Linked DNA regions of Zea mays: all the other regions are linked to region 1. A link is a contact called in public Hi-C data. All regions are on one chromosome and are shown on one strand. Each heading gives the region's core, a stretch centred on a gene start, on an enhancer-like site or on the middle of the called end of the contact. The rest is flanking DNA. Distances are from core to core; before and after follow the strand shown. Region 1 holds the start of LOC103641953 (F-box protein PP2-A13). Region 2 holds the start of LOC103641956 (cytochrome P450 87A3). Region 3 holds the start of LOC542668 (outer cell layer 2). Region 4 holds the start of LOC100382217 (peptidoglycan-binding LysM domain-containing protein).

Evidence for each region. Hi-C and Micro-C count contacts between places; a contact is called where the count stands out from the background.
Region 2: a contact with region 1 is called in a Hi-C map of leaf, with 9 times the contacts expected there. The contact joins the promoter of LOC103641956 here to the promoter of LOC103641953 in region 1. A contact is called at or near these places in 14 of 25 Hi-C or Micro-C datasets (bundle sheath, ear, endosperm and 5 more).
Region 3: a contact with region 1 is called in a Hi-C map of endosperm, with 1.7 times the contacts expected there. The contact joins the promoter of LOC542668 here to the promoter of LOC103641953 in region 1. A contact is called at or near these places in 2 of 25 Hi-C or Micro-C datasets (endosperm and tassel).
Region 4: a contact with region 1 is called in a Hi-C map of leaf, with 8 times the contacts expected there. The contact joins the promoter of LOC100382217 here to the promoter of LOC103641953 in region 1. A contact is called at or near these places in 8 of 25 Hi-C or Micro-C datasets (bundle sheath, ear, endosperm and 3 more) and 1 of 3 datasets of contacts at active chromatin or transcription factors (leaf).

The regions. Positions count from the first base shown.
Region 1 is chr10:139,349,133-139,352,190 of Zm-B73-REFERENCE-NAM-5.0, reverse strand. LOC103641953 (F-box protein PP2-A13) reads left to right here and starts at 1,475. Exons shown (of 3, transcript XM_008665252.4): 1 at 1,475-3,058.
Region 2 is chr10:139,479,754-139,482,896 of Zm-B73-REFERENCE-NAM-5.0, reverse strand. It overlaps LOC103641956 (cytochrome P450 87A3), which reads right to left and starts at 1,823. Exons shown (of 9, transcript XM_035963516.1): 1 at 1,574-1,823; 2 at 1-1,143. The coding sequence starts at 58.
Region 3 is chr10:139,558,371-139,561,600 of Zm-B73-REFERENCE-NAM-5.0, reverse strand. LOC542668 (outer cell layer 2) reads right to left here and starts at 1,745. Exons shown (of 9, transcript NM_001349505.1): 1 at 1,495-1,745; 2 at 1,171-1,382; 3 at 967-1,084; 4 at 152-859; 5 at 1-68. The coding sequence starts at 1,740.
Region 4 is chr10:139,120,825-139,123,664 of Zm-B73-REFERENCE-NAM-5.0, reverse strand. It overlaps LOC100382217 (peptidoglycan-binding LysM domain-containing protein), which reads left to right and starts at 1,488. Exons shown (of 1, transcript NM_001174974.2): 1 at 1,488-2,361. The coding sequence starts at 1,675. The coding sequence ends at 2,067.

The sequences.
Region 1 (3,058 bases), core at 226-2,725:
AAACAGTGATTGGTTTTGTTGCAGCAAGGCAGCAACCGCTCTTGCAATTCTTTTTTGCTGTCTCGCAATAAGGAAATTGTTAAAGCGAAGTTGCGTGGTAAAAGCGTGTCTGGGTCTATTTTCGAATATTTGTGGTCCGCTAGTTCAATTTTAACTAAAACACGACAAATAGAAAAGAACGGAGAGAGTACAAAATAACAAGACAACCATTCTCATCCTCCGTTCCAAAGTACATCATTCTCATCCTCTGTTCCAAATAACATGTCTCTTTGGTGACCGTATCATATCAACTGTCTAAGATAGTTGCTATAATGCCTATTAATTTCGATACAATCATCACTTGTAAAGAGATATCTTTTGAGAGAGAGAGAGATTTTGAAGATGTGTCTATTTAAATAGCCACATGTTTCGCAACACTCTCTCCTAATCAGGTGGCGGATATAGGCCTAGGGCCAACCAGTTCGTGGTCTGAGGCATGATCTTTATATCTCTACTTATGTTTGTTGTCTTTTAATCAAAATACATTGATCACATCGGATATTTTTTTATGACTTTTCATTCCTCGAATTTTGTTACCGCTTATATATTCTGTTTAAGAGGATTAGGCCCCGTTCGTTTTATTCCGAGATTATATAATCTGGCTTGTAGATTATATAATTATATAGTGACATATTTATGGCTTATCGTAGTCTAGGTATCTATATTATATAGTCCAACTAATAATATGTGTTGTTTGTTTGTCTCTTAACTTATTTAATATGAATTATATAATCTCGAGTCAAAACAAATAGGGTCTTAGACAGGTGGTGAGGAAAATCATTCCATTAGTTTAAAGCCGAAAATAGAATTAGCCATGACTATGCAACTGACCAGCACCTCCAAGGCTACAACCAAAGTCAAATTGAGTGGTCGTGCGGTGGGAGTGTAAAATAAAGCCATCACGGGGAAGTGGATAGAGCTGCCACAGACAGGCCCACAGGGGACTGGGTCCCTCGGTGCTGACATGGATCCACGTCCACTGGCCTAAGCTGCGTGGTCACGCATGATTAGACCAGCATATGGGGCCTGAGGTATTGTCTTGGCGATGCCAAACGTGGAGTGTGGGAGAGGGGAAGGAAGAGAGATGCCTTTCTCTAATTCTCTACCTAAACAAACACTCGCTCTAATTCTCTGCCTAATCAAACACTCGGCCGATGAGTGAAGTATGTTTTTGGACGATAACCTCTGAACCCTTATCGCTAGCTGGTCGTCACCGTCCAATCTGCAACAGTCGAATCTGCAACGATCGAAGGATAGTGCGCATGACGTAACTCGTGAACAGGCAAGATACAATGAAGGGGATTTTTTTAGTCAAGCCAAAAAATCACCCTAAGGTAGAATTGAACTCAGGATCTAAAGATGTTACTCGAAAGCCTTAACTATTACGCTACGTACCATTTCGCGCCTAAGCAAACTCTCGCCCTTGCATTCCTTTACAAGCATAAGCTAGAATTAGCTGCCCCAAAAATGCTTATATTCACATGCATGGCAAGACATACTAATAAACATGGCCATGTGCCAAATTAAACAAGAACTCAATTGCACACGAAAAAAAATGGGCCGAGACTTATCCGAAAGGTAAGAGAACTCAATTCGAAGAGAAGTTGGCACCAAGCATTCGTATGGCAGCCGGTCGACGGACGCATGCGGCCGGCCGCACGCACGCGTCACGCGTGTACGCTGCTCCAGCCTTATCACCTATCAGTTCCCCATGGCAAACGATGCCGATTAGCGACCCCGTGCCGTCGTGATCCATCCAGCGGAGAAGAAGAACAAGCCACTTGCGGCGGACCTGCCTGCATTCTCCCCTTCCAGAGCGCCACCTGCCCGGCCCTTGCTGGCCACCCTGAACGAGCACAAGCGTCTCGCTGTCCGGAACCGATCGTTCCAGGCCTCGGCGCTAGCTAGCTGGTGGCGTTGGCATCAGAACCCCTGGCGGGCCTCGTCGCTAGTCTGCAGCCCTGCAGATGATTGATGCGAAACGCGCGCGACATCTCCTCTCTGTGTGTCGACAACGACGCGGCCAGTGAAGTTTTAGAATCTACCCCGTGCAATCAGAGGCGTCTCGCTTTCGTGCTAGCTCTTCTTTTCCGTGACGAGATCTTGATTGGTTTGGTTTGGGCCCTTCTGGTTGCAAAAGGGCAGCTAGATTTGCTGTGGAAGGAAAGTGCAGCCGATGAGTTGTTGATCCTGGCAGACATGCCGACCGGCGTGGACACCTGCTTCTGATACGCTGTTGCTTTCGGTCTGGCCCTGCCTGCCAGGAATTTTCACTGCTATCGAATCGAATTACAGTGTTGTGGCATGCCCATCTGTGGTTGTAAGGATTATCCATGATATTTTTAAGGATTATCCATGGTACTTGGCTACTTGCCACCGCACTACGGGCACTACTGTACATACGAAGCACTTCATGTAGCCGAGATACAGATACCAGAGCCACAATGACAGCAAATCCAGGCGACGCCGAACTGATTGTCCCCCAACTCCCTCCATCGCCACGCACCTCGCTGCTACTGATGATCTTTAGCCAAAACAGCGGACGACATGGCCATGATCTCCCACAGCGACAATATCCACTTGAGCCAGTTTCCTTGTCCAGAGAGGCAGAACCCATCTGATCTACCTAAAAAGCGCGCTATTTTTATACGGCCACCACCAGGTCAGAGTCAGCAAGGCATCCGGCGCATACAGCATACTTCTCTCCTCCGTCGCAACTCGCAACTCCCGTCCCACAAAGACCCTTTTTTTCCAAGTCTCACCTCCACACCTCCGCCTCTCTTTCTCTTGAGTCGCCTTCCTCTTGTTCTCCACCCACACGCGTGGCAACGGGAGAGCAGCCCATGCATGGTCTTGGTCTCTTGCGCTTGCCCCTTGCTCCTTGGGGAGCAAGTAGGTTGAATTGAAGAAGAAGCGGCCGACCGACGGTTATCAAACTGTCGCTAACCGCATAGAGAAGAAAGGCATCCATCCTACACAGCTCCTCTCGCATTGCGCGCGTCGAAATCTTGCAGTTCCG
Region 2 (3,143 bases), core at 574-3,073, 130 kb before region 1:
GGGTGGTGGTGGTGGTGGCGGCGAGGCAGGCAGAAGCTAGCTGAAGATATGGTTGCATGTGCTAAGGGGAGACGACGAACGAGGTTCTGTTTCTGTGTGGGTTTGCGGGAGTATGGGCTGAGGGTTTGCCTTTTATAAACCACCCTGTTGCTAGGCTTGCCCTTTCAAAAGTGACGGAGGCGGAAAAAATATATGCACGCGTAAGCATAGCCATTTGTATGCATCAATTATTTATATTTACGTTATGCCCTTTACATCTAGCTAAATTATTTATTTTTTTCATGTTTTTAAGCATGACGCCCTTTATACCATACTGCTAATTGTTTCGCTATTTCCAATTGTTGGTTGTTGAATGGATATGACTGATCGTAACCATGAATATGTTGACTAGTTTAATGAAGGTCAAGACATATATTGGGACATGTTTTCCTTGAGAATTATATACACGTATATGAGTACATGTATTTGTGAAATTTTCTTAGCTATTTGCTTTCTTGCATAAATAATGTGGGATCATCTTCGTATTTTCTTTAAAATTATTAAATGAGATGGCTTATATACATCCTGTTATAGTCTTCTATAGCTTTTGAATAAAATCCGCTCAATATTTCATCATGATAACGAATACATTTATTTCTTTCACTAAACCATATATTCTTTTTTTAAAAAATATATACAACAAAAAAATATGGTAGTTACCCAGTGGATCAAGGGCATGTCTGGGAGGGTTTCACTTCAAAAAAAAATTGAGTTCGTTACAGCTTCTTCTATCCAAACAGGTCTAATTCTAAGAGCTCTAGCTTTGGAAAAAAAATTAAAACTAGGGATGAGCCTCATGAAATTCATGAAGCCTCTCTGGTGGTGCTTCACAGACATTGTTTTCATGTCTACTCGTAAAGTTGCACAAAAAAAACTCACTATATCACCGGTTACACAATATAACGCTCGGTTCTCTCGTGACACCCCACTAATCATCAAGGGTAATTAATAAGTAAACTCACACAAATCAATTGTATTATAGAAGCTGGTGTTCATGCGTAAGCCAAACACTTCTCGAACTCACCTCAACAATTTGTTGAAACTTACAGTGAAGCTGAAAACTCGAAGTTGAAATTATTGAAATAAAGTCCTCCCAAAGAAACCCTAAAACAAGCATAAGATTTGTGTTTCACTCATTAAAAAAGAAAAAAAAACGCTTCAAATAGTCCTAAAACAAGCAGAATATTATTTGGCAGATAATGCGCTTCCAATTTAATTATGGTGAAGCTGGAAAATCGAAGTTGAAATTCTTAAAGTAAAGTCCTTCCAAAGAAGCCCTAAAACAAGCAGAATATTTGTGTTTGACTCATTAAAAAAGAAAAAAAAACACTTCAAGTAGCCCTAAAATAACAAAGCAGAATATTATTTGGCGGATAATGCGCTTCCAATTTAATTATTCTAAGAACCTTTGAACAGAGAAATGAAAACAAAACCGCAGAGCAGTTGATCTACCATGAGGTTTAGCCGTCTACCATTAGACTACTTGGGAGTTTGGAAGCACACCATGCAAGGGACAAGAAGTGTAGTTACATACCAGTCCAAGGACACCTTCCTTTCTCTGTGGCTGTCGAGAAGCTGGCTAGGATTACAGGGTAGAACAGCAAAGTCTTGCCCGGCATGTCTCCGGACAATGGATTGGTCTGCCATCACTCTCTGTGCCCCGGGGGATGCCATTGTTTATGCACAGGGAATGGGCAGGGCAACTGCACCGTGTTTCATTCCATTTCCATCGGAGGGAGCACCATATTCCATCCAGCCTCTGCTTCTCGCAGCCACACCGTACTGACTGTCTACTGATGCGGTTTGAAGTGAATTAATGCGCAAAGTTCTTGTCTGCAAAATACTCCATCCATACGCTGCGCACTTGCTTCGGAGCTCTCAATGGTCAATTAGTCATCAGTCAAACAAACATATGTGAGCTTTAAGCACAAGGAACAGAAAAGCCACAGTTTTTGTGATTCGTGGCCTACGTGCATGCCACAAAACGAACCGAGCTGTATATTCACCGGCACACGCCAATCCTCCCCCCCCCCTCGTCTCCGGCGGCCGTGCGCACTTGATGTACAGACTACAGTACAGTCAATAGCTGCACTTTTTGTTTTTCGCGATCTATCTTTGGATTCTTTTCTTCTCATCTCAGATCAATCCAGTTTCTGAATCTTCTTGTCATTTATAGTTAAATAGCCTGAATCCAGCACTGAAACAAAAAAAAGGAATTATCAGATAAAATCTAGCTTTTCTGAATCTTCTTGGAAACACGGTCCCGAGAAGGGACGCTGCACTTGGCGCGTATATACATCCGTCAGAGGATGTGTCAAATAGATTCGACGCACAACTGCCTGGTTGTGCTCTTCCGTTGCCATTTTTCCATCCAGGTGTCCAGTCTATCTACCGTGAATCCGTTTCCAGCACGAAGGGCTCTGCATGTATCAAGAGGATGGATGGCTCGCGAAGAAAAAAAAAGACGCAGGGAACAGCTGGAACGCGCCATTTCGTGATAGCGCTGTCTCAACTTTTTGCAGCGTAGAGTGGAGGAATGTGGTGTTTGGTTCTCTGACTAGAGTTTAGTCCGTGTCTTATTAAATGTTTAAATATCAATTGAAAGTATTAACTATAGTTTGATTCTAAAAGCTAAAGAAACGAAGAGACAAATTTATTAGCATCACATAATTTCGGGCACTTTTTCCTCCCGTGTAGTAGGCTGCTGCGGTGCTTGTTGGCAAAAGCGTCACAAAACGCTCGTATTTGCGCTGCCTTTGTCCGGGCCCTGTTGCCTGTTGGAGCGCACGCGCCATGCAGTTTCCAAGCACGAGGAAAAGCAGCAAAATAATGCAGCTCGCAATACGCGTACGGGCTCCTGGCCGCATGCCTTCCGGTACAGATCATTTGGCTTGGCTCCGTATGGGACAGCCGGGTCGCACGCGTACCGCACAAGTGGCTCCAAGGACCCAAAGGTAACATGACCAACAGCGAAACAGGGCTTGGCCTTCGCCTCTGGTATTAAAATATAGCCTGAAGAATAGGATCCAAGTCGGAAGCGTATGCACTTGCTCAGTTGCTCCTGCTAGTTTGCTATATAGAGTGTAGACTTGGGGTGTTTGTTT
Region 3 (3,230 bases), core at 496-2,995, 210 kb before region 1:
CCAGGTAAGATCTCCTCAACGATTGATGCCTTGGCAACAATGCAGTAGAATATGTCTGACCATCGTCTCTGTGGCAATAATTCAAACAACCATGTGAGTTTAAGCATACAGGCAATAGCAAAAACAACGAGCAAGGAGGCACAAGAAGAACCTCATCCATGAAGACCTCCATAAGAGCAGCGCTACTGTCAATGGTGACAATGCCGGATTCCCTAGAGGCCTCAGACACAAACCCAGTAGGCTTCACTCCAACACATGGTGAGAATGCCTTCAAGTACTCTTTAAAGTTTAGAGTCTCCATGATTGGTGAGCCAGGTGAGGGAATGGTTGGAATCCACAGCGGTTCATTCATCCGCGCCATCTTGACAAGCTCATTCATCGCACTCACTGCAAGCTGGGCGAACTTGGACTTGTCAATGCTAACCATCGGCAAGGATGCAGTCACCATGGGCGTGGTCACTGTTCCCGTTGAGCTGGATGTGCTGCCGGCCAACTCGGAGATCGTCGAGACAGGCATTTTGCTCGATGGCACGCTGGAACCAACACCAACAGCAACTGCAAGTTCCAGTGACGAGCCTGTCATAGGATGCGGCTCCTTCGCGAGCAGCAGTTCCATGTGAGACATGGGCTTGCCAATGAACTTGGAAGTGACGGTGCAGACTCGAGCGAGCTCGTCCCTGAGCCTCGCATTCTCGAGGCGCAGCTGGTGCTCTTCGGGCGACAGCTCCCCGAGCACCGCTGGACCGCCACAGCAGCTGCACACCAGGTCCCTTATGGCCTCCCGGATGGACAGGTTCTCGACGCGCAGTTTGTCGTTCTCGTGTTTCAGCCTCGCGTTCTCCTGCCGCTCCAGTTGGTTCTTGCCAAGTTCAGGACCATGCAAAAGCGAAAGCCATGTCAAGCACTGCACCAAACGGCACGAACCAATGGCGCACCTCAAAGAGCTGGGTTTGCCCGGTCGCTCACCTTCAAATGCGTGCGCCGGTTCTGGAACCAGAACTTGACCTGCCGCGGGTCCAGGCCCAGCTGCCTGCTCAGCTGCGCGCGCTGCTTCTCGTCCGGGTGGTGGAATTCCTTGAACATCCTGCGGCACAACGATCGACGCGTGAGCGCGGGCCTTCACGCAAGTTCAAGAAAACACGACGAATCGAACCACGCGGGGGCGCTCACGCTTCGAGCTGTTCGATCTGCCGCGGCGTGTGGCGGTTGTACGGCTTCTTGCGCTTGGGCTTGCGCTGGTTCGCGGCCTCGCCGTCCTCGCCATCGCCGCCGCCAGACAGGACGACGTCGAGGTGTCCGCTCATCATCGACTGTCCCTCGTTCTCCGCCTCCGACGCGTCCTTCGCGTTCCCGCCGCCGCCGCGGCGGCGCCTGGCGTCCACCTGTAATCAACCACAGAACACGAACGCATTCCCGAATCACTCAACCACACGAAATTCGTCCCGCATCGCCCAACCACAGAAAATGCCGTGCGTGCGCGTGTGTAGTTCGTACCACGGTGAGCGAGAGGACCGGCGATGACGCGAAGGCGCCGTACGGGTACTGCAAGCCGGCCGCGGACCCGCCGCCGTCGAGATCGCCGAAGCTCATTCCCTGCTTCGGGTCGGAACTAGGGAGAACAAGCGGGAGACAGGCAAGAACCAGCAGCAGGACTGCAGGAGCGCCTAGGTTGCTGACAGTGGCAGGCTTTCCCTTTTCTACTCCCAAAAAGCTTCCGCCCACACAAGCGGCATTTGCCATCTCCAACCATTCCCTCACGTTTCCCCCACAAGGCTCCTCTTTTGAAATAAAAGAAAATTTTCCTATGTTTTTAAAATTCTTATACCATTACTGTAAAATTCTTGTGTTCCAAAGAAGCCCTTACTTTCTACTATCTCTGACACAAATTAAAATTCGTTTTACCTTTTTACTAGATTCATATAATACTTAATATATGTATCGTGTGTATATATATATATACATTTATAATCATTCATATGAACATGGAAATAAAAATCTAAAGTTAAAACGACTACTATTTTAGGCGCAGAGAGTATTATATTTTATGACACCAGGACTTCTTCAACTATTCACTCTATCGAGCTCCACTATATACTATAATTCAGCTATTTAACATTTTTTTCATCAGTTTTGGAAGTTTAAAAAATCATAGTCTATTTGTACTACCATAATTCACATTGTTATTAGGTTACGATACTTAGAATGGTTAATATTGTAAAGAAATAAAGTAATTAAAGAATGAGAGTAGATTAGAACTCACACCATATATGGAGAGAGTTTCTTCTCTCCCCCCATATGGAGGGAGTAGAGACGACAATGATACCTACTACCCAATAACTACCTACTTAGATTATAGAGTGCTACCTCCGTTTACTATTAAATTTTTGTTCGAAAACTTCGACCACTCGTCTTATTAAATATATTTATTTAAAAATGTAAAATTTTAAATCAAGTATAAAATACCTTAAACAAATCAAAAAAATAGACGATGACTCATCATTATTATTTTTGAATAAGACGAGTGGTCAAAGTTTTTTAAAAAAATCAACGATGTCATATATTTATGAACGAAGAGGGTATAAAATATTAGCATTTATGATACTCAATAACTACTGTTAGATTAATCATTGAATATATTCTATAGTAAATCTAATATAAATGTTGATAGTGCTCTGTATAAACTTTAGCTAGATTTATAAAAAAATGATTTGGTTTAGATCTACAATCACATTCTTTTTATACCGAGTAAGTACCTCTTTTTTTCTAATAAATAACTAAGCAGCACCGTGTATAAATTTGCCAAAGAGACGAGATGAGGATCTGCAGCTTAGACACACAAGGTGTAGAATAGAAGGGGAAGGGAAGTCAACGTCAGATAAAAGAGCCAAGACCCAAAAGCGGTGCAGTGTGCAATCCAGTCCAGGAGAAGAATGCGGAATGCGGGGGCGGGCGGTGTGTCGCGTAGTACTCGCGCGCGCGTGGACGCACAGACGGGTGAAAGAATGATGTGTTCGCCTGCGTTTGGCATGGTCCGGCAGGCACGGGCTACGCGCGGAGGACGCGATCCCGTCCCCCGTCGGCTTCGTGCTCTGGGCTTCCGCCGCCTGCTGCTGCGTATCCGCCGCGTCCGGCGCCGGCTTTGGGCCCTGTCATGACCCTACCAGGAATGCATAGATGCAGGCAAGGAGTACAGAGGGGATAGAATAATACAGCTGTAAGATGCTGGCATT
Region 4 (2,840 bases), core at 239-2,738, 230 kb after region 1:
GTTCTCCTTAAGCTTGCCAGCCTGAACCACAGAATATTAATTTCTTGCGGGCGCCCAGATTTCGCCGCAAATCCTGTGGTAATCGCTGGCCCAAACAGAGCCTCTGTTGCAGCTGATTAATCATCGTCTTTGTGTTTGTGGGGGCTCCTTTTCGGCCGGCTCATGAAACGTCCAGATCCACCTGTTTCTTGTTGAGAGTTGGGTGAGAGGCCGTCCGGATACAGCAATACAGGCTACCGGCATCTGAAGCTCTGAATCCCTGAGAAGAAGTACAAGTCGCGGTTTGTTCAGGTTTAGGTTCCGGCCGGGGATGTGCGTTCTATTCTAACCTACCTACCCGTAACGTATACGCGGTGCAGGGAGCCGCGAGCGCTGAGCGCATCACTGGACTCCAGCTCCACACGTTGCTGTCAGCCAAGCCTCGGCATCGGTACTCACTGTCGACGCTGACCGGAGCGCGGACCTCGCCGAGACGCACGCCGAGAGTGCGGACGGCGGGCACGGCGCCGATCCCTGCCTGTCGTCCACATCATGTCGCATCGCGTCCGGTGTCTCTCTGGCTATCTCCCATAGTCCCATGCCATGCCATGCGAATGCCATGCCGTCTCGGAGGGTTTGGGCCAAGCCAACAGCGATTTGTTTGTTCTCCAGCGCTGCATCTGCATTGACCGAGGCCACGACACGCCAAGCCAACAAGGGGGCGAAAACAACTGGAAGCTGACGCCAGGAAACGCTGCAAAGAATAAGGATTATTAGGTGAACTGAACTGTTGCCGTGGGCGCGAGGCGCATCAGAAACGTGCTTGGCCACACGAGTTGGCTCGATGCCGGTTGGCTCCCAGTCCCACCCATCGCCCGACGGATGCCCGGGATGCCTTGCCAATTCTGGCCACGATTTGGGTAGATTCTTGCACGGCGCTCGTCAAGGGAGAGGAGACGGAGACGGGGCCGCCTGGGCTCGCGTGTAAAGACGGCCACACAAACTGTTCGCAACCGCCACACGTGTGTGTGAGACTACGAGAATACGTACAGAACCTAACCGAATGGTACGCTGAGTGCTTGTGCTGTGTTTAGGTCCCCTACCCCCCCCCCCCCCCCCCCCCCCCCCCCCCACCCCCTTTGCCCCAAACCTAAATACTCCCCCTCCCACGTCGCACGGCCAGCGGACACCGCGGCGTCCACTTAATACTGTTGAACTATACTTCGGTATCAAGCAAAGGAGAAAAATTCAGCACTACACTCATCATGCATAGTAGATCATTTGCAATCGGCCGTTGCCGACTCTTTCAACTGCTGCATTGAACATGTTCTGTTCCTAGTAACCATTGAACAACCTTGTACTTGGAACGGACGTGACTATTCATCCCGTCGTCTCTGCCCCCCGCAGCAATTAGCACACGGTACCGTACTACTCGCTCGGGGCCTAACCGTCCTAGTACACCATTCTATCTCTGCCTGCGCGCGTTAGGCTCGTGTGGGGGCGGGGCTCCCACGTTCAACGAACCGCCACCGAAAGTCCGCCAATCCAAACCGCCACGTCCGTGCCCAGAACCAGAAGCCACACACCGCTCTCTTCTTCTGTCTGCGCTCGATAAATCAATCCCTCGCCGGCGGCTCGCCCCCCGAAGCCAAGCGCAACTTCCAAAGTCCAAAGCAGGCAGGAAGGCGCCCCTGTATGGCCGAGGCGGAGGCGAGCAGCAGGCGGCGCCGCTGCGGCGGCGCGGCGGAGCTGTGCGCGACGGCCGCGCGGCTCGCGGACGCGGCCTCGTGGTGGTGCGCGGTGGCGCTCGTGGCGCTCGTGCTGCTGGGCGCGCTCCGCGCCGAGACCGACGGCGTCGGCGACGGCGACGGCGGCGGCGCCTACCGTGCGCTCCGGGGCCCGCGCCTGGGCGGCCCCGCGGCGCGGCCGTGCGAGGAGGTGTACGTGGTCGGGGAAGGCGAGACGCTGCACAGCATCAGCGACCGGTGCGGGGACCCCTTCATCGTGGAGCGCAACCCGCACATACACGACCCCGACGACGTCTTCCCGGGGCTCGTCATCGCGCTCTGCCCCACCAGGAACACCTAGCCAGCGCCGCTCTCTGCTCTTCACAGCCGACGCTCGTGGGTCGGGGCGCCGCCGCGTGTTCTGTTTCTGCTGCACTGCACTGCACCTGCTGCTGCACTGCATGCACGGGTAGCGTAGCGCGCGCCACGCCACGCCAGAGATGGACATGGACGCAAAAGGGTCCTTGCGTTCTTCGTTTCCTTCGGTCCTTTTTTTTTTGGTTTTACACTTTGCTCCAAAACTGGTCCTTGCGATCTTGACAACCTTCTTGGAGATGGGAAAAAGATAAGCTGTGCATAATACTAACTTGTTAAGAAAGTATACTTTCCGTACTCTCCCTTGCTGTGCAGTTCACGCATTCTCTTTTTGTGTGCCGAGTTTTGCTCGGGCTTTAGGATTTGGATATCGATGCAACGAGGTTTAGTAATCATGCATGCCGTTGGCCAAAAATCTGGGCACACTCGTGCGGTGCCTTTCCCTTCTGAGACCATCAACTATTCCAGCTAATCCATATTAAATGAACAGGACCTTACTAGTGGTTAGTTTCAAACCTGGGGAAATCGTATGTGCACCTTTATGTATCATCAAGGTGACAAGTGCTTTTCGTGTGACCAAGAATGGCTTACTGCTTTGTAGCAATAGAGATGGCCTAAACCTGATGAGTTTTTACCTACTAAGGTAAGGATAGGGCTCAATTTTTGAGCCTTCTCGGTCCGACGGAAGCATGAGAGACTCCGGCCGGAATGATGGACTCAGGCCGGATCGGACCAAACCGACCAAATTTTCAGCACTAA